2 separate regions of the Salmo salar genome follow, and region 2 is linked to region 1. The links are chromatin contacts, called in public Hi-C maps. All regions are on one chromosome and are shown on one strand. The core of a region is the stretch at or near the end of the contact, and the rest is flanking DNA. Distances in the headings are between cores, read along the strand shown.

What was found. A called contact is a pair of places that touch in the nucleus more often than the background predicts.
Region 2: a Hi-C map of muscle shows a contact between it and region 1, with 5 times the contacts expected there. The contact joins two enhancer-like sites. A contact is called at or near these places in 2 of 3 Hi-C or Micro-C datasets (gill and muscle).

What each region holds. Positions count from the first base shown.
Region 1 is chrssa23:10,227,939-10,235,717 of Ssal_v3.1, reverse strand. LOC106584037 (cAMP-specific 3',5'-cyclic phosphodiesterase 4B) reads right to left here. Exons shown (of 15, transcript XM_014168843.2): 7 at 2,438-2,487. Among protein-coding and RNA genes, the nearest start is that of LOC106583991, 90 kb to the left of the region's middle. Within about 2 kb of position 1,922, at least 4 of the 13 cell types and tissues checked have an H3K27ac peak or open chromatin away from gene starts, as enhancers often do. A contact at or near this core is called in muscle, where this site is marked.
Region 2 is chrssa23:10,326,644-10,334,290 of Ssal_v3.1, reverse strand. The region is part of intron 1 of LOC106583991 (SH3-containing GRB2-like protein 3-interacting protein 1); the gene reads right to left. Among protein-coding and RNA genes, the nearest start is that of LOC106583991, 9.1 kb to the right of the region's middle. Within about 2 kb of position 5,395, at least 3 of the 13 cell types and tissues checked have an H3K27ac peak or open chromatin away from gene starts, as enhancers often do. A contact at or near this core is called in muscle, where this site is marked.

The DNA.
Region 1 (7,779 bases), core at 673-3,172:
TTATTTATATAGCCCTTCTTACATCAGCTGATATCTCAAAGTGCTGTACAGAAACCCAGCTTAAAACCCCAAACAGCAAGCAATGCAGGTGTAGAAGCACGGTGGCTAGGAAAAACTCCCTAGAAAGGCCAAAACCTAGGAATAAACCTAGAGAGGAACCAGGCTATGAGGGGTGGCCAGTCCTCTTCTGGCTGTGCCGGGTGGAGATTATAACAGCGCATGGCCTAGATGTTCAAATGTTCATAAATGACCAGCATGGTAAAATAATAATAATCATAGTAGTTGTCGAGGGTGCAACAAGTCAGTAACACAAGAGTAAGTGTCAGTTGGCTTTTTCATAGCCGATCTTTGAGAGTATCTCTACCGCTCCTGCTGTCTCTAGAGAGTTGAAAACAGCAGGTCTGGGACAGGTAGCACGTCCGGTGAACAGGTCAGGGTTCCAGCAGGTTTGGGACAGCAGGTCTGGGACAGGTAGCACGTCCGGTCAAAGCCTTCAGCTACAATATGTGAACGTCTCATCAACTAGCCTTGTGTCTAGATATGACCTAAGCTAACCTGAGCAAGTGAGGACAAATGTATTATTGGAGGATTGGGTGAGTGCAGACTGCCTATCTGATCATTCACAATGAGCTCAATGAAGGTAAAACACCTCCAATCAAAATGTCCAACCCTTCAGCACTGCAGTCAATTACTCCTGTGCTACTACCAGCAGTCTGCTAGTGATGATGCTCTCTGAGGAGACTTTGAACTAAAACTACTGATAGGAAAACGCATCAAGTATCAGACTGACAGCGCACGACCCTGGATGGACTTAATCAATAGGTCATAATAATCTTCGTAGCGTAATCTGCTTATTGGAAACACACCCCCCCCCACACACACACATAACACACACACACACACACACACACCTGATGAGCTCTCCCTCTCCAGATACTGGAAGTGCTGGTCTGTCCATCTGCGCTGACAGGAAGTCAACAAAAGCCACATGCAGGCGGGCTGACGTCAATCAGGGCCCCGCACCACTGTCAAACAGGAACACCTCCCTTCCCACAGCAACACACCCACACACACACCCGCTCATATACACACACCCGCTTGAACACACACACTCCGATACACAAAACACACTTGTGCAGGACTGCACTCTAAACACACATACACTGCGCATTTGCACATACTGAAATGCAATCGTAGGCCTACTCATATGGACGCACATGCACTCTCTCACACACACATACACACACACGTACACACTGCGCACTTGCACATACAGACATGCAAATGTAGGCCTACTCATATGGACGCACATGCACTCTCACATCACGCACTTGCTCTTCTCTATTTCAATCTGTCTTCTCTTTCTCTGGGAACTAGGCACAGTAGTCAAACCACTTAAAAATGAGACAGATGCAGTAAAAGGGCTTACTTCTGTAATACAGGTTAACCAGAATGATGAAGTCAATGTTATTAATCCCGTAAATCAACCGGGCCAACAAAAAAGTGGACTCCTCTGTCCTTGCATTCCTTGTATTGTAAGTCCAATGACTGGAAGTGTTTAGGATAACACACAGTGAGAGGAATGAGAGGCATGAAAGTAAGCTCCCTGTGTTATGACTGTCTGTAGCAGGAGACTCAATGGCATCCCAGTCTCCTTCATTGTGACGCAAACCACTAACGAAATCCCACACTTCTCCTGCTATGTTTAATCAACATTGCGGAGAGCTCCTCTATCGCTCTTGTCTCACCATTCAAGTGTGTGTGTGTGTGTGTGTGTGTGTGTGTGTGTGTGTGTGTGTGTGTGTGTGTGTGTGTGTGTGTGTGTGTGTGTGACAAAAAGGCCTTGTTGTTATGGCAGCCTGCGCTACTCACACTATCACCCATGTACACAGTTTGATAGCTAGTGACGTAGTGTAGGCTGAGAGCATTAAGCTCAAGGACACAGTAAGGAGTTCCCAATCACGCACACACCATAGTCTCAACTCCCTAATAATGGGTCCAGTACATTTCTAATGAGCAGGATTCACATGCTGTTGTATTTTCAGTGAGAAGATAAAGACATTAGGATAGAGTGGCGAGAGTGAAAGGTTTCCTGGAACTTCCCAGCGATAAATACAGACTAAATATAGGCTGGGGGTGGGGAGGAGGTGTATCTGAACCGATGAGAGGGGGGAAAGGGTCGGGGCTGAGGTCTCAGGGTTCAAGTGTGAGGGTGGTCACGTAGACAAGAAATCAAGAGAAGAGAGAGGGAAAGAAGGAGAAAGAGAGAGAAAGATCGCAGAGACGAGAGACCAAGAGAACAGTCTTGACATTGAGACAGTGTTTTAAGGCTGATTCAAACAACAGTCAGTGGCAAACAGATGGACAGACAAACCAATATCACTGTTTTTGGGACAGAAGATGCATTGTAGGAGAGAGCAGTGCATTGTGGTCTTACCTGGCAAACAGACTCTGGTGATGGGAGGCTGAGTGGCCACAGGGGACCTCCTGAGGAAAGAGAAAAAAAAATGCAATAACATTATCAGTATGGATATGAAATAAATGTTGATATGCCAACATCAGATTGTTACATTGTGTAATGGCCAACCACATCTGCTAAGCCAATATCGGTTAAGTGCCTCTACATGAGGAGAAACAAAGAGGAAGACAGACAGAGGAGCATAAGAATGTCTGTGAGGATGAAAAAAGAAACACTGAAAGAAAGCAATTGTGCGAGAGAGAAAAAGATAGAGAGCGAGAGAGATAGAGAGCAAGAGACAGGTGAGGAGAAACAGAGAGAATGAAAGAGAGACCGAGAGAGAATGACATTGAAAAAGGGACCAGGTAAATGAGGAATAAAATGTGAATTGAGTTCAACCTTTTCATTCAACAAGCTCAAAGCACATCTGCCTGATCCACTCTGAGTGTGTGTGTGTGTGTATATGAGAGTGTGTGTCCCTGCAAGTGTGTGTTTACCTACGTGTGTGAAGTGTGTCTGCGAGAGTGCATGTGTGTGTGTGTGTGCGCGCGTGAAAAAGAGAGAGAACGAGAGAGAGAGAGAGATGTAAGAGAGAAAAGAGAGAGAGAGAGAGAGAGAGAGAGAGAGATTAATGTAGGTCATGGAGGCTTTGGGTTTTCAATGAGGCAGGCTATTCAACACAAGCATTTTAATAGGAGAGTTTGCCTTCCAGTATCTTACAGCGTGCTAGAGACAGACCGACAATAACAGGGCGATATCTAGGATGCCGGAGGAAGGATGCCCTACACTGAATCTTTCCACTGAAGCATTGCATCCCAGTCTGAGTGGAGTCATTCTAGAGAAGGATGTTACTGTATGTGCTACCTAGTAAGTGACTCACGCATAGCCTGTTATGTGTGCAGAACGTTTCAGACGTTCCAGATAGGGTAACGTCAAATATGAGTTAACATGCACAACCATTCACATAATGACAGTCAACATCAGGTCAAATTCAATGTTGATGTACATTAAGTATAAACTTCCACAAATACATTTGAGTAAATGAGATTTAGTATTTTGTTTTGATTACAAATAATTATCTGTGTCGGTGATAATAGGGTTGTTTTTGTAAGCTTCTGAACCATCCCACAGCTAAACCCGCTTGACAAAGACAAAGACTGCAAACAGTCCCTTTTTTCACATCTCTCTCCTCTCTCCCGGCGTTATTATTAAACTTAGTTGAGAAAAACACGAGGGAGAGAAGGAATCCCAGGTCTCATTGAAACCTGGGAGAATAGTAAGACATTTGTTCTAAGTTCCGTGTTCTAAGTTAATTTGTTCTGCCTGAGGATGAACGGCGTGTCGAACTGTGAAAATGTTCCCATGCAGAGAGACGGTTCCAGTAAGACAGGTAGGCAGTGGGATCATGAGTGTGTTGCAGGGCTGCCCAATCGAGTTCAACTGTAGACATCATCTATCAGACCCTTCATCTCTAAACCCCTCTCCAACACCACAACCCCTCAATGATATGACTTACCTACTGTACTGGTGGAATGAATTTTCAGTGTTGAATGAAAATGGCTGAATGAGTGTTAGTATAGGAATACAGCTTGTACTCTTTGTTGCAGGGATCTTAATGCTTGTGTTTATTAACTGACACTTTTGATATTCTGGATTTCCCTTGAGTATCTATGCGATTGGATTGTGGCTCAAACGGGAAATAAAAGTATTATCCGAGTTCTCGTTGAGGCTATGTCATCATTGTAGTGTACCTAATGTGCAATGTTTTAGCTTAACATTTATGTGAAATCCGTCGATGCGTTGGATACCAGATAACGTTAAAAGAATTGCGGGAAAACATTGCTTGGTAGTCGGGGGCGAAGGACACTGCGTACCGGTGTCCTAGCCATCTAGCTAGCTACTTCACTCGCCGTAACGTTAACTGCAGTGTTGCCAACTCCTCAGTAAGGAAAGTAGCTATTGGCTGTCCTAAAAGTCGCTAGAAGTCGCTAAATGACGTCATCACCTAATTTGAATAATTGGCCATGTGCATGTAATTGTGATGGACGCTGTAGGAGAGAGAAATAACGTAGTGGGAGAGACAAAAAGTCAGTAACAACACCCTAAATATGTTAAGACCTACAAATGAGCAAGCTGCAGAGAGTGGCACACACAGCGAATAAGAACCAGATATTTGAGGCCATACTCCTCCTTCAGCACTTTATGGACCCCATTGTTAATTCCCATCATAACAGAGGCATTGTCAGTCCCTATCCCCAGGAGATTATTTTTTAAGACAACACTTCTCGAGGAAAGCCACAACAGAACGGGCTATAGATTTGGCATCTCCTCCCTCCAACTCAACAAGCCCCAGAAATGTTGATACAATTGTCTGCTTGGTGTCACTAAAGTACCTTATGACAACCCCCCAGGTACTTAGAAACACTTACATCCGTGGACTTATCGAGGAGGAGGCTGAAACGCTGGTCACCAACATCTGCGACCAACTTTTTCAGAAAGTATGGTGCTAAAACACCATTAATCATTTCTGTGCACTTTGAAGTGGGTAGCAGCAGTGGAGTCTGAGAAAGCAGCTCTATATGCTTCTCCAATGTGATCACATGCCAGCATGGAACAGTGTTCAGCGATAGCTAATGCCATGGTGCCCTCAGCCTTTTTTGCAGAGTCAATTCTTTTAACCATAAATGGCAGCTTGTTTTGGGTAGAACTGTTATAAGTCTTTGCCTTTTGAGTATGTTTTTGAGATGTCGTGTTTTTTTTTTACATCACTACGTTTGGCGTAGAAATCAGCCTTACAATACAGGCAGTATGCCCGTGTATCATTTCCAATAAACGGCTTCAACCAGCCTTTGAATTCAGGGTTTGATTCCCACTCCTTTCTGTATTTTTGAGTTTACTGTACAGTTTAGACTGAGACATGATGAGCTAGCCAGCTAGATGTTTAGCTTATGTCACAGAGAGGTACACACACAGTGGACAAGGTGAGTAAGTGACTGAGGCTGTGTGATTCAAATGCAGTGATTTATTTTTGTGCAGTGATTTATTTTAGACATAGAACATTTTACATTTACATCCCGCCCTGAATGTAAGCCAGCATGCACGATTCATTTGCAGTCTGGACGCGGAAGGGTGAACATCTCCTGCTCTGACTGCAGCTGGGAGGGACTGCTGCGAGAGGACTGGGCCACCTGGGAGTGCTTTGGGATAGGTTGAGGCCCACGGCAGCACCCGCTGCTCGTTGAGAAGAGTAAGAACAATACGTGCTTTCGCGTCAGAGTCTCCAAATGTCTCCAATAACACCAGAAAAAGTCGCTAGGTTTGTTGCTAGTCGATTTTTAAAAAATGTGTCGGTAGAGGGGTCTGAATACTCGCTAAATATAGCGACAAAGTCGCTAAGTTGGCAACACTGGTTAACTGAACTGTGGGAAATCAGTGCTTGGCAGGCGGGGCCGAAGGACACTGTGTACCGTTTATACGTTCATTGTGTATTAGTTTTGACCTAAAGTCAGTTGTCAGTCGTTTGGACGCTATCCTCTCTGTGGTAAACAGAAAAAAAATGTGTCAGGCCCGCAAGTGACCGTCCTGGCTTTGGAGAGGGGCCTGGGAGATACAGGGCCTGTTAGATGATATCTGCAGCTAGACAGACCCCTCTCGGGCTGCCATCTCTAATGCATTGGGCATGAGACGGACACATTTGACCCTCTTCTCATGCTCACACGCCACACATCTTATATCTCACGCACTGAAAAAATACTGCTTTTATTTGTCTAATTAGTCCATTGTATAGTCAGTGCGTTAACTTTTCAACTGTGACTCCAAATAGCTTTGAAATCAGCGCATCTGCACCTGGAATTTAACATCACGAGCGGAACCTCTATCATTGTCCTGTCCTGACACAGCACTGTGAACCGAGGCACATGGAAGCATATGATTGGTCTAGTTGTGTAAGACATCAAGGGGATTAGATGAGCGTTTAAAGAAATGCCCTTCAAGATTAGAGGGGAGCCGAAGCGGCTGAATGGAGAGAAAGAACGTACGTCCTCCAATGAGTTTATAAAACTGTAAAAAGAGCAGCACGAGTGCTGTTTTCTTGTACATTACACAATGTTGTCAACAAATTAGGAATGCTTTTACTCCCGTCCCAATTGCAAAATGCTGCCTTAAATCAATTTGGTAATTGGTAGCCTAATGTAGCAGGTGTGAAAGAAAAACCTGAGCGTCGTTTCTTTCTTTCTGGTGCTGACGAAAAAAAACTGTCGGGGGAGGTAATCTTGTTCTGTTCAACCAATCCAATAAATGTGGAGGAGGAGTTAAGATGGAGTGTCGCCTTGTTAACGTCCAAAAGCAGAAGTCGTGTCACAGGCTCTCTTTCCAATTTCCCTGATAAACCGATTCATATCAGCCCACCGAGGGTTGGTGACAAGGGGCCAGGGTTCTGGTAAAGAAGCACAGTTTGGACTGCTCCTTCAACTTTTCTTTGGTACTGCAGTTTAACTGACACCCAGCCCAGAAAGACAATTTCCATAGACGGCCATATAGAGAAGTCAAATTTGAACATTCCTTATAAAACACTTTAGTCATCACCTTTGTGCACGAAACATCCATTGAATTATTCAAATAATTGTCGCTGAGGACAAATTTTTCCCATCACTCACAGCAGAAGAAATACAAATGTATATTTATCCAATGTCTGCCATGTATTTGGATCACGTGTGCGCACTGAGTGTTAGTGCTCGTGTGAAGTTGGACCGTGTAAACCGGATGCAACCTGGATATAGATGGTCCATGAATTAGCGTATGATAACGTCAGTAGATTAAGTTGAATATAACTCTATTCTCTAGTTTTTAACAAAACCGACATGTGTGCAAATACGGGGCAAAACAGACAGGGTTGGCTTAGATTGTTGACAACATGTAAACTACATATAGTCTCCTATGTTTATTGAAAACATAAATTAATTAGCATTTGTTGTCTCTCAAATACATCGTTACAGTTAGTGGTTAGCAACAGTGCCTTCAGAAAGTATTCAGACCCCTTGACTTTTCCCACATTTTATTCTAAAATGTATTAAAACACATTTTTCCCTCATCAATCTACACACAATACCCCATAAACCCTTTTGTTCACCTGACCTAGAATTCCTTACAATCAAATGATGACCACATTATCTCCCAAGAGAATTCTCTTTGATTATAGTCACAGCCGTGTATATCCCCCCCAAGCAGATACCTAGACTCTATGTAAACTGAGCCTGCATTTATTGTAGCTGGGGATTTTAACAAAGCTAATTTGAGAACAAGGCTACCTAAATTCTACCAGC
Region 2 (7,647 bases), core at 4,146-6,645, 95 kb before region 1:
ACTTCGGACGACGCTGGGACAATTGTGCGCCATCCTATTGGACTCCCAATCTCAGCTGGTTGTGATACAGCCTGGAATTGAACCAGGGTCTGTAGTGATGTCTCTAGCACTGAGATGCAAAGCCTTAGACCGCTGCGCCACTCTGGAGCCCACTTAGATAATGTATTTTCAGGTAGAAATAAGTTGTGAAGCAACTGCTCTCTATCCCTCTCAACACACATTATTCTGTCTCTTTAACGTAACAGGCATAAAAGAAACACATACCGGATGAGTAGGCATGCAATGGTTTATGGTCATTGTTGTCAATTACCATGTTTTCTGTGCTAAACTATGTAGAATATTGTCCTGTTGTAAATTACAACTCCCTGCTACATCGGTGTTCAGGCTTGATCTGATTTATCTCGAAAGAAACTGCACAATGTGCATTGACCTCCCAGAAAAATGTAAACATTTACAAAATGGAATTCAAATAATTGAACCCACGTCCGTCAATTAGTCGTGTTAAAAAAACGACAATTCGGTTAATCGCTTAGCACTACTTAGTTAAATGCCTTTATAGCCTATTATATTATAGGCTATAATATGGCTAAGAAGAGGTTTTGTGGGCCTCCCGAGTGACGCAGCGGTCTAAGGCACTGCATTGCAGTGATAGTGGCGTCACTACCAATTCGGGTTCGATCCCGGGCTGTATCACAACTAGCCGTGATCGGAAGTCCCATAGGGCAGCGCACAATTGGCCAAGTGTCGTCCGGGTTAGGGGAGAATTTGGCCGGGGGGGGGCTTTACTTGGCTCATCGTGCTCTAGCAACTTCTTGTGGCGGGCCGGGCGCCTGCAGGTTGACCTCGGTCATCTGGTGAACAGTGTTTCCTTGGACACATTGGTGCGGCTGGCTTCCGGGTTAAGCGGGCGGGTGTTAAGAAGCGCGGTTTGGCGGGTCATGTTTTGGAGAACACATTACTCGACCTTCGCCTCCTGAGCCCGTTGGTGAGTTGCAGCGATGAGACAAGATCGAAATTGGGGAGAAAAAGAAACTATGAATATGTTTTGTGATAACTACACTGTGATTTTTCTTTTGTAGAAAAAAAGTAATATTTTTCTTAACGTTAACAACAATCACATTTTTGTTTTAACGTTTTAAACATTCACAACCCTACTTCTTAGCAATTAGCAATTTTTTTAAGTAATAATTTTGCTAGGACTGTCAGGGAGTGATCTGAGTGGGGAGGGGAAAACTAGCTGTTATTGTCAGAGAGGTTTGGAACTCTCTTTCTTATTGGTCTATTAACTAATTTACCACATGGTAATGTCACCATGGAAAGGCCAAGGCTCCATTCCACCAAAACAGGCTGAAATTCCTGGCAGTCTTTTCAAACAGCTCATACACTCAAAAGGCATCATAATTTTCACAATATTATTCCAACCTCAGTGTGGAAATATATGTAGAACACAGGTAAATCACATTTTTGACTGCACTGGGCCTTTAAGGTAGTGTGTGTCCCAGTCTCACTACAGGCAGAGCTAAACCCCATCAGCAACAGACTAAACAAACCAATCAAACGTCAGCAGACCAACAACCAGTAAGTGGATGCTAATTACCCTAAAAGGCCCGGATAACCCCACCCTTACCCCAAGTCTCTCCCTCTCCCTTGGGCAGGGCAAAGTGAGCTGTGTCTGGGGTGTCATTGTGTCATTAGGTCACTGTGGGCAAGACAAACAGAGGACATGGCTGGCCGAGCGGCACGTAGGCACATGGACATAGCCCAGTCTTATCACCGCCTTGCTGACTCTCGCTCTCGCTTGGCCTGGTGGAATGTTTTGGTTTGAGCCCACTGCTTCCTAATCAGCATTCCTCATCACCAGTGCTGACAGAGGGGTGAGGGGGGACTTGTGGATCGCCACGGCAACCTGCAAGAAGAGCCACGCTGCTGCCTGCTGCCGTTCAGGGCTGAGACAGAGACCTGACACACAGCACAAGGGCCAGGGGAGCTGAATGGACTTCCCTTTCAGAGGAGAACATCTGGACACATTGACTCAGTGTGACGACTCACTGGGGACATTGGTGCTTTATCTTCCTGCAGTGGTCCCAATGGTCTTAAACTAATAAGGGATAACTGCTGTATGTGATGGTAGCAACACACCATGCCTCTTCCAGTAAGACTGAGCAGTGAGCCCACCTCTTCACAGAAACAATATGTTTACGGTTTACTCCCCAGATTGGTTCTGTTTATTGTGGAGCCTCTCTCTACTTAGCATCTACCACAGTCTACACTAAATAACACTCTGTAAGACTACAGACCCCTACAGTTTTTCCTCTCTACCTGGCCAGCACAAAACTCTAGGCCTTAGGTCATGTAATCTGGGAAAAGCCCTGTCCATATGCATATTATAATAATAACAACTAGATTGTAATTGTACATGAAGTACAATTGATGGGACTTGCTTTAACTCTTTAAAAAGTATTTTTGTGGTAATGGTAAATGTTTAAAATGTTTTACTTTACTATTTAAAGCAAATCAGTTTTAAAGTATGTATGGTTTAGAAGAACGTTATAGTAGTGATACTGTTTGCAGTAGTAATGATGGGGACTGGTTATAGTTGAAAAAGCAGGTAGATGAAAAGTTAAAATAGCCTGAACATATGAAAGTTGGTTTGTTGTATCTAGCTTGAACGGTTTAAGAGTTATTGTTGGTGGGTTATTTTATGCTAATTTCTATAGTGATAGACAGTAAAACATGTTAAGACTTTGACGTTAGGATAGTGTGAACATGTGGAAGTCGGTTTGGTGTCTTTAGCTTGAACGGTTCATGAACGAATGTAGGTGTGTTATTTTACGCAAATGTCTATAGTTGATAAAATATTTACATCATTTGAAGTTAGGATAGCCTGAACATGTGAAAGCTGGTTTGGTGTATGTAGCTGTAACAATTTAAGAGTTACTGTTGGTGGGTTAAATTATTCAAATGTATATAGTTATTAGTTCATAAAAGTTTTTCATGAATTTGAGGTTTGGTGTATCTAGCCTGAACAGTTCAAGAGTTACAATTATTGTTGGTAGTAATTATATGCATGCACATTTATGTAGATATACTTTATAGCACAGACCAGAGCTAGACCAGAGCTAGTGCGATGCACAGCTAGCTAGCTACACCCAGGACCAGAGCTAGCGCAGACCAGAGCAGTAGTTGTGATCAGTAGTTTTGTGGTCACTAGTTGTTGTTCAATAGATGTTGTTCAATAGTTGTGGTCAGTAATTGTAATTGTGGTGGTCAGTAGTTTTGTGGTCAGTAATTGTGTGGTTGTAGTCAGTAATTGTGGTGTTCAGTAGTTATGGTGATTAGAAGTGTGGTCAAAATATATGTGGTTGTGGTCAGTAGTTGTGGTCACAAGATGTGGTCAGCAGTTGTGTGGTTGTGGTCAGTAATTGTGGTAAGTAGTTGAGTGGTCAGTAGTTGTGTGGTCAGAAGATGAGTGGTTGTGGTCAGTAGTTGTGGTCACTAGATGTGGTCAGCAGTAGTCTGGTTGTGGTCAGACGTTGTGTGGTTGTGGTCAACAGTTATGTGGTTGTGGTCAGTTAGATTTGTTGCCAATGAAATGTACCTGGCTAAAAGGTGAGACACTTTCGTGGTACCAGTTATCCTGAGTTGAACTCACGAGTTGACCAAAGTTACCTCCTCAAGCCTGATTCATAGTATAGGGCACAGTAGAACCAGTTCAGTGGCAAATGTGATGACGGTGACATCTCAGTTTACCCTCAGCCTTATTTTTTTTATCTGATCCACAGTTTAAACACACACCGAGTGGAAAAGATTGGTTAGTCACCAGTGTGTGTGACGCTCAGTGGTCTGGTCTGCAGCCTGAACTAATGAGGTGATGTCAACACCAACCCAAAGTGTTCCTCTTACTCAGAACCTATTAGCACGTCCACAGGGGCCAGGTCTGTATAAACATACAGCATTACTCACTCCAATATCAGATCCCATCTTTAAACATACGTATACAATACACTGCCTGCTCTGATGAGCTAGTTTCCCCAAACCCTCAAAACGGAGTTAACAACTGACGTGATTTGAGGACGTTTCAAAGGAGATTCAAAAGGGCAAAAATTATATCAGGAAAGAGTGTGATGTTTTTCAGGCATAGCAGGCCATCACCACTAGGCTAAAAGTAGAAAGTTACACCTCTAAGCATTATACAATTATAAATGGAATGGCGTTTCAGAAATGATCCATAAACGATCACACTTTCATAACCATATCAATCTCTTTCTCTCCTCTGTCAGTCTCTCGCTCTGACTGGCCACCCACGAGGATGCTAATATGGGTTTTGTGTACACAGTGAAGTACTCAGCAGCCTAAAAACCTAATGACGGGGGTGTGAGCTCCGCCGAGTCCAAGACTATTCTGACCTGGCCCCCTTTTCAGGCCCCGATGGCTGGTCTCCATGGAGATGGAGTCCTATAATTCCTAGGTTAACTGGCAGGAGCCCTGGTGCTATTGGGGTGAGTCCTATTGTAGGACTACTGACTGGTGCTCTAATACTGTGGTGCTCTGTAATGTTGTTCTATGCTATGATGCAAGGTGCATCTGTGCTATGTTGTTCTGTCCCTTATGGAGCCAATAGAGAGAGAATGTGAATATTGGACACGCCCACACATAATACACACAAACAACCACACACACCAAAGGCCGGAACATCATGTGGGAGCTTCCCTCCAGCGAATAACAGCAGGAGATATCGGAGGGACACACACATAAACCTTCCTGGCAGCCCTGCGCCTACAGTCATACTCGTCAGCGAGTTACTTCACACCAGCTGAAATGTGTCACATAATAAAGCATATGTTCTCTCTCCCTGACTCCATACGGAGAGCCTCGGCTCACCGCTGCACTACTGAAACAGTTCACCTCGCTACCTCACACCGCTCCACCTGCCTCTGCATGCCATGGGGAGACCTGGGTAAAATGATTCAGCTATGACATTTACAGACTAACGCCATGAGTTTGAAGTCCACTTTAAAAGTCTGGGTTAGAAGAGGAAGACTAACAGCCTCTGTACAGTGCAGGAATGCCTGTAGAGTAAAGGCACAAACCTACGCACACAGACCAGCCTGAGTGATGCCCTAGGATCTACCGTTCCTCTTCCAGAATCAACTGTTTCTTCCATTAGGGCCCTGTCAAATCCGCGACGCGGAGAACACGGACGGAATCACAGAATGCATACATTAAAATGGAATCTTTTAGTAAAAAATAAAACTGATTTTATAGGGCCCTATTCTTTCTACACACCAGAGATTGATTATTCATGGTTGATGACTCCCGCGGGTGTGCGTGTTCATCTGTGCATACTTGTACGTGTGCATCATCCCTGCATCAGCAGCTCGGGTGTTATCCCTGCTATTTATGCTCCGGTATTCAGACACCGTTCTAATAACGTCATAAGGACAGGTCTGAACAGGCTCTGACTAGGACACAAAACACAAACATCCCTTTTTCTATCTCTCTCACGGCCAGGCAGTGGTGTGATGGTGACTGCGTCACAAATGGCACCCTATTCCCTACATAGCGCACTACTTTTGACCAAAGCCCCGTGGGCCCTGGTCAAAAGTAGTGCACCATATACGGAATACGGTGCCATTTGGGTTGCAGACGGTGTGGTGTAGGTGTCAGACCTTTATGTAGAGTAAAGCTCTAGGATCAGTCTGTTTATGCTGCAGGGTTTAACTGTGCAACACAGGACAGAAGACGGGAGGGGAGGAGGAATTTTCCCAGGCAAGCACACCCAAAACTCACACCCCACCCGGCCTGCTTGGCGCTCCGCTCCCTCACAATTTCCCATCCTCAACCCTGCCTTGAACTCTCCATGGCTCTCCCTGGCTGGCAGACTGAGTCCTCTTCTCACATTCAGACTTGGGTTCAAATACAATTCAAAATAATTTTAAATACATTTAAAATACTGCGCTTGACTGAGCTTGCCAGGCTTAATAGATAAATAAAATAGTCCCAAAACAGCAAAACCTGCCTATCTGGCAGGGTAGAGCAAAGATTTCAAATCGTATTTAAAACAAGGTCTGCTCATATACCACAAGCTAATGGGACATCAACATCATGTGTTGCCTAATATAATACCCAGAGGGAACCACAGTTCCGTGTTGAACATCCTGTTGTTTTTGTTGATACTACGGCTGTGACGGTCATGGAATTTTGGATGACGGTTACTGGCCACTGGATGGTTACTGGTCTACGTAATAACCGCTCGAATAGTATGTTTTCTCCTTTCCTCTGCTCCTGACCGCATGTGTTGCCATAGAAATAGAATGAATAGAATGCCCGTTCCCCATTCAAGTCAATGATGGCATAATGGGTGGACTGGCGGCCAATGAGTGTACCAATAGGAGCAGAGCAGGAAATAGAAGCAGGACGTGTACATATCAATATGTGCTGTGATTTGCTGATTCAACTCAACTGACATTACAAGAAATAGATTCTATTGCATGAGCCACATCAGATAACATCAGTTGAACGAACATTCTATATTACCATGGAAATGATTGCGTCATAGAGTGTGCGGCTTGAGAGTGAGGTAGAGTGCGGCTTGAGAACGTTCATAACAATGGCGCAATGCGACCAAGTGACGGAGTTGCAATCTATGAATAGGATCTTTATGGTTAGAAGTTCCAAGCCCATTCTATTAATAATTTGCTACAACACTTTGCTTGCTTCAGCAAGCGGCAACAAAGTTGAATCATGTCGTTAAGAGTCCATGTTATCGCAGAAACGAACTCAACCGCACGAATGCCTCGCCGTCCCGTCTACTTGTCAGCTGTTATTTTATTTTCATGACGGTCTTCATCCATAACCGTCGGTTACACAGTTATACAGTAATTGTGCCACCCCTAATTGATACCCATTTCAAACTTCTCTTTCTACCAGAGAGGCCAAGCCAGAGAGCTGACAGTATGAGCGACCATGCCAAGACCATGTCTGATTTACGAGGGTATGGAAGAGGAGCAGGAACACTAGCTAAACATTAGAATCAGTATGACCCCTGTGACTGGTCATTATGCATAGTCAAGTGGGCCAGTGTGTTACAGAGAGGAATGAGAGGCCTATGTGTACAAGGATCCTGTTACAATAGACGAGACGACATACACACACGTCAGATGATAACTGTCTAACCCTCGGAGTTAGGAAAGATACAGTGTAAGCGTCTGTTGAACCTGCTATGACATTTCAATCTGACACTCCGAAGCGAGCCCTGACTCAACAGATCTTATGTAATCCACTCAGGCTAATCAATCAGACCGGCTGTCGCCTAGCTAGCTAACTGTAGATAACTTCCAAAATGGAAATCAAGATTTTTCAATGGTGAGACAGACAGACGTCTCAAATCGACCACCTTAGCCCAAATCGACCTCGCTAAATGACCACCGCTCGCTCTGCCAAAAGACAATTACTCAACCCTATCAGAAAAATGTTGGTTCTGGTTTTCTTCCTTTTCTTTCCCTCTGTTCTAACGATGTTGTGCGATTCCAGAAGGCTTTTTCATGTGGTAGATCTCAGGGTTGCGTAATAAACATTGACCAGCTGCTAGATTCTCTCAAAGTGGGCATGTGTGTGGAGAGTTAGCCAGGCCAGGAGAGGAGGGCC